Regions from separate parts of the Anas platyrhynchos genome. Here region 1 is linked to region 2. Evidence: chromatin contacts called from public Hi-C data. All regions are on one chromosome and are shown on one strand. Each heading gives the region's core, a stretch centred on a gene start, on an enhancer-like site or on the middle of the called end of the contact. The rest is flanking DNA. Distances are from core to core; before and after follow the strand shown. Region 1 overlaps HMG20A (high mobility group 20A). Region 2 overlaps PEAK1 (pseudopodium enriched atypical kinase 1).

Region 1 (2,700 bases), core at 153-2,652, 140 kb before region 2:
CCATCCATTCACCTGTTTGCATGCAGCCTCATTTGCAGCTTCTCTTGATGAAGCAATAACTCATGACCTCAGAAAATTTACTACTTAGAGCATTGACAGATAATAATAAATGCTAATAACACCAATGCTGAAGGGAATTTGGGCTGAGAAGAAATCTCAGCTTTCTGGATTCTTTTTTTTTTTTTTTTTTGCAGGACCATTTTAATTTTGGCCTGTCACTTCAAGGAATGGAAGTGGATTCCAGTGGGATCCAGGGAATGGCTATTCACTGGGTGATGATAACACAGCACCCTAATCATGGCCATAATCGTTTTGTAATATACATTGTGGCTGAACATCACTGGAAGAGAGTAAAATAAGGAAAATAAGAAATCCTGCTGGCAGAGTCCTCAGGGAGCCCTTAAAGTCTGCCTGTGCTGAAGCTTGGCGGTGGGGGCAGGCAAAGGCAGTGTCGCTGTAACAGGGTATAGCTCTTTCAAAACACTTGTCAGCCCAGCTCTCTAAGCTCTTTGCAAAGGTAAGTCAGACCATTATCCTTGTTTTCCACATCCCCATGTGGTTTACCCCAAATGAGCCACCCCCCAGAGATGTGCAGCCCATCCTGCCTGATTGCCAGCCTGACAAGAGGTCACCTGAAGGGCAGCAGTCTCTGACCACCGAGATGACAGTGAGCAAACCCCATAAAAAGCCTCGGAGTTGGGATGATTTTCCTGATGCTGGTTATTTCCTAAGTTGTTCCAGAGAGACTGAGAGCCATCAGAGGCCCACACGCCAGTAGGCCTCTCGGGACAGGAAGGCAGCGCGTGGGTAGGCTGACCCCCCTGCCACTCGCAGCAAAGAGGCTAATCACATCGAAATAACTCCTCTAGGAACAGCAATATTTGTCAGATTATCTGTGCATTTGCTAGCAGGGTGCATGAGGGTGTTGCAGATCCAGCCAGCTAATTCACCAAATTCAGTTTCACTCTGACACCAGGCTGGTAGAAGCAGGGAAGAAGAGGCGAGGTAGTCAGTGTGCCTGGATGCACAAAACCAGGTGAAGTAAATTCCCTAAAATATCTGAAGTGTTCTTAGAACACGGTTATTGTGATGCTGCTTGAAATACAGCAATATCATATGGTGATCAATAGGGATTGAAAATGTGTCAGTTTCACAAAACACCTCCTTGTTTCAAAATAGACCATTAAGAACCCAGAAAAAAACAGAAGTGAAATTATTCACAGCAGTTAAAACAATTGAAATTGAACATCTTTTTGTTTCTGAAGTTCAAGTTATTACATGAATTCATGTCTGAAATGAGCAAATGCAAAAAAAAAAAAAAAAAAGCAATCCATCACACAGCACTGTGTTTTACACCGGGTGACCACTAAGGGTCTCTGTTGCTTAATGTGGGACACAACTGAGATTTTTCTCCCTCTGTCATGATGTTTTGTCATCCCAATCCATCCCTTCCCCCATCCACGCTACCTAACTGCCCCACACCCACCCCCAAACACCAAACCACTGCCACCTGACATCACCTCCTGCAGTCAGAGCATCTGTAGAGGCTCAATAACACGTGCATGCATGGGCAAACACACCTCTTCCCGGAGGCAAACACATCCTTTCTTCTCAGAGCCTGCAAGCATCGATGCAATACCCAGGCTCGTGTGTGGATTCCAGCATCACACGTCTGGGTGTGTGGACTGCAAACGAGAATGCCAGTGGTTAAAAAGCATGAACTTCAGGCAACCAGTAGGTAATTATGGAGGGATGTGTCTGTGTGGCTCAGCTCCAACATCAACAGAGGGAAGAGCTCTGCCTATTGAGTCATCAGCAACATTTCCTTCCAGCCCTTGGGTTTTCCCTGACAGGACTCCCCTGCGGGTTCTGCCCAGACCCACAATGGCTGAGCTCAAAAGCTGCTGAGCTCACAACCCAAGGGAATGGGGTTTCAGCCCCGCACAGCTCATAAAAATTTCCAGGCCACGACTGTGTTCCAAGGACACAGAGCTTCATCAGCTCCTTTGTCACAGTAATTGAACTGAACCCTACCAATACACCTCTCCCAGCCATGCCAGGGAAGCTGCAGAGATACCATGCCATAACCAAGCTTCCCAGGGATGCCAAGAGACACCAAAGTCACACAAGAGCTTTATAGCACCCCATCCCTTTGGTTTGCCGTGTCTCCAGAACTGGCCATTGCCTGAGTGCACCCACAAAGGAATTGTCAACTCCTATGTGGAATGAGAATATGGCTAATTAGAGATTGTTAAATAATAGGAAGGCATTTCTTCTTAATCAGAGACCAGACACCATCTAAAACCCACAGATGTATGCCACGCATTATCATAAACACACACACAGGGGTCATTTCTTAAGGGCTGTCTTCCATGCTTATTGCATTTATGCTACTTGCTATGAAAAGAGTCAGACAACTTTTAATTCAGTTTCCTGTTTGTCCTACTCTTTCTTCTGCTTCTGTTTCTCCTTTTTTTCTCCCTCTAATTTTTTCCCAGCCCCATGCTCTATGTTTCTGCTACTGTCCCCGTGCCTTCCAGCAGAGATACACTGTAAGTAAAGTGAACACATGCTGGTCTCTCTCTTCCACATAATTGTCTGTAACTCTCTCTCAACAGATTTGTTAGTCCCACAGAATAGTCATGCAATGGTTTCCGATGACAAGCAGGGCTTGGCCCTCACTATGCTGTATTGGATGCA
Region 2 (2,700 bases), core at 63-2,562:
GAATTTAATCTGTTACAGTAGATTGCTTTTGATTTTGAAGGATGAAAATAGTTCACCATTGGATTTTTTTTTTTCTTAATGTACATTTCCTCTTGTGTGAAGGTGCATATTTCCTCTTCGTTACAGCTGCAGGCAGTGTAAAGCATTTTACAGGCACTGCTCATCCTGGAAGTGCCAAATCCAATTGGAAACCTGTCTGTAGTTTACAAAGGCGAGAAGTCAGTGACTCTTGCCTGTTTCACAGACTGTGTCAAAAGTCATGTTTAGAGCATGTTGAGTTTAAACCATTTCCATTTGGTGCTGAAATGCAAAAGATTTAAAATATCTGTATGCATCTTACGTATTTTCTGTCTGCGTATTGATACATGCCTGCATTTACATACGCAGGTCTGTGTGTGTAGCATTTGAAATTCAGTTACTGCATTAGTACTCCTGGGACATGAAGTATGCACAGAACTGTGACCCTGCCATACTTCGGCTGTTACTGGAGCCTTGGGTTGTAGGTCTGGCAAGCCTCCTGTAGTCTGCAGTCACACGTTTTGTGTAGCACTTACCTGGGTTAGAGGAAAACTGATCCGTAACAGTGTGTCTGTGCAAATGCAAATAAGTACAGCTGGTGGTAAAACACTAAAATATTTTCATGTGACAGTGAGCAAGAGAGTGCTTTCTCATTTTATCCCAACCTTATTAGCAGAAAATGCATAGCCTAGAAGGCCATAAAACTGTCTGTTCTGTGATAGGATTTAAGTGCACTTTGTGCCATTTCTAAGAAATAATATCACCCAGTTAAATCCTAAAAACCATACGCAGGTGCGGTAATCTCTTTGTTTAAATTGTCTGCTTGGAGATTTTATGTAATGGAGAAATATATTTTCCAAAAGAAGATTTATTTCGGCTGTGCAACTTTTAGTGCAACTTTTCTCCTTTTAGTTGTTAACATGAAAAGAAAGAGTTAACCACAGTATAAAATTCTAGTATTCTCTGTTTCCTTCTCTCTCATATTTTAGGAGAATTACTTCTTAATGTGATTTTTCTGGTTACAATGCCCAGGCTGACAAAGTGTTGAACCAACAAATCTTTGCAAAGATCAAAACAATGCAAAGGCCTTTTTACTGAGTGTATATTTAAAACAGAGGCTGAAGTTTGGGCAGAACTCTATCTGGCAGACTTTCTATCTCTTAGGTCATACAAAGAAAAAGCTTTTGGCACTGAGTTTTTGGCAAAAAGCTGTGTCTGGAAACATATTCAGTCAGTGTATGAAATATGATAGTGCTGGTACCATGACTGTGTCTGAATGTACTCTGTTATAATACAGTTAGACTTCAGCCCCATCTGGTGTTGGAACAGAATTCCTATTTCAGAGTTTTCCAGCGTAGGCTAGCCCTTTGCCAAAACACAGAGCAGTACGTGAGGAGACTGACAAAGTCAGACAAGTGTCAATTTTACTAATGATTTCTATTGTTTGCTCCACTAATGTAAACCAGTTGTGCCCGTGGTGAATTCCAGCATAAGTGTCCTGCTGTTACTAACCTCTGCCTTTAATGAAAGCTGCATCTTTAACTGAGTGGGTTTGGTACTACACTTTCAACGTACCTATGTGAACAGCAAGTATGTTTTTATCCAAAGCCTGTAAAAATATAAAATTACTTATCTATCAATGCCTGCATTAGCAGAAGCAGCAACAGAGAGCTTCTTTCACCTCGGTAAAATGTCAGATCGTTTCTGAGTTATGCAACAATGATGAAGAGACCAGAGCTGTGGTTTTGGCTTAGAAGGCTTAAAATCTTCAGGCATTAATTCATAAAACACTGATCTGGGATACTCCAATGACTGTGAAGTATAACAGATTCATGCCTGATTTTTACTCAAGGTTGATCATTTCAGGAAAAAAGACAACTCATTTTGAAATAGATTTACAATTATATTTCAATTGTTTTGGCGTGGGGCGGGGTTAGGTGGAAAAGCTACTTGTGAAACAAATCAGGAACTAAAAGTCATCCATAGCTTTGTTTTGAGGATATAAGAATGGTTTATTGCCACTATAGCAAGCTAAAGAAGAAACTGACTTTCTATAAAGGCTGCCCCAGCATTTTATCTGATTTTTCAGCATAAAGTCCAGCCTGTCTTGTCAAACAAAGTATCTGTCTAGTTATAATTTGACTCTGCTGAAAAAGTGCTTAAATGGCAGAGTTTGGAATTGGTTGAACATATTTTGCCACTTAAGCTCAGCTCATTCAACATTTGAAGCTGAAACGAGTGATCTAAATTGCATTTGATAGAGTAAAGTATATTCTTTTACTTTCTTGTCACACATTTAAATGGTTATTTTGAAGACAATATGCACTAATCTTTGCTTTTATGTCCTTTTCCTGGCATGTGATTTATTGGGCAAAAATTAAGGTCAATGGTCCTGAACTAGTCAAGAGAATTATTCTATGTTCTCAGTCATTGCCATTTTTCTCTCTCTGCTCTGAGTAATATAGGGCTTCACTGACAAAGTTTTAATTCTTTATGTCCGAGAAGAATACTTGCCACATTTTTTTGCATTTCATCTAAGTAGCGCAGTGGTGTAATCTGGCAGGCAGCTAAGCACCGCACAGCCCTCACTCACTGCCCCTTCTCCTTCTGCCTCTCAGTGGGATAGGGGAAAGAATTGGTAATTGGAGGGGAAAAAAAGGTAAAAACTCATGGGTTGAGAAT

The links. Hi-C and Micro-C count contacts between places; a contact is called where the count stands out from the background.
Region 1: a contact with region 2 is called in a Hi-C map of subcutaneous adipose tissue, with 2.1 times the contacts expected there. The contact joins two enhancer-like sites. A contact is called at or near these places in 2 of 8 Hi-C or Micro-C datasets (liver and subcutaneous adipose tissue).

Annotation. Positions count from the first base shown.
Region 1 is chr11:12,167,758-12,170,457 of IASCAAS_PekinDuck_T2T, reverse strand. All of the region lies in intron 12 of HMG20A (high mobility group 20A), which reads right to left. Among named protein-coding and RNA genes, the nearest start is that of HMG20A, 57 kb to the right of the region's middle. Within about 2 kb of position 1,402, at least 3 of the 8 cell types and tissues checked have an H3K27ac peak or open chromatin away from gene starts, as enhancers often do. A contact at or near this core is called in subcutaneous adipose tissue, where this site is marked.
Region 2 is chr11:12,031,618-12,034,317 of IASCAAS_PekinDuck_T2T, reverse strand. All of the region lies in intron 3 of PEAK1 (pseudopodium enriched atypical kinase 1), which reads left to right. All of the region lies in intron 1 of LOC140003392 (a long non-coding RNA gene), which reads right to left. Among named protein-coding and RNA genes, the nearest start is that of TSPAN3, 64 kb to the right of the region's middle. Within about 2 kb of position 1,312, at least 1 of the 8 cell types and tissues checked has an H3K27ac peak or open chromatin away from gene starts, as enhancers often do. A contact at or near this core is called in subcutaneous adipose tissue, where this site is marked.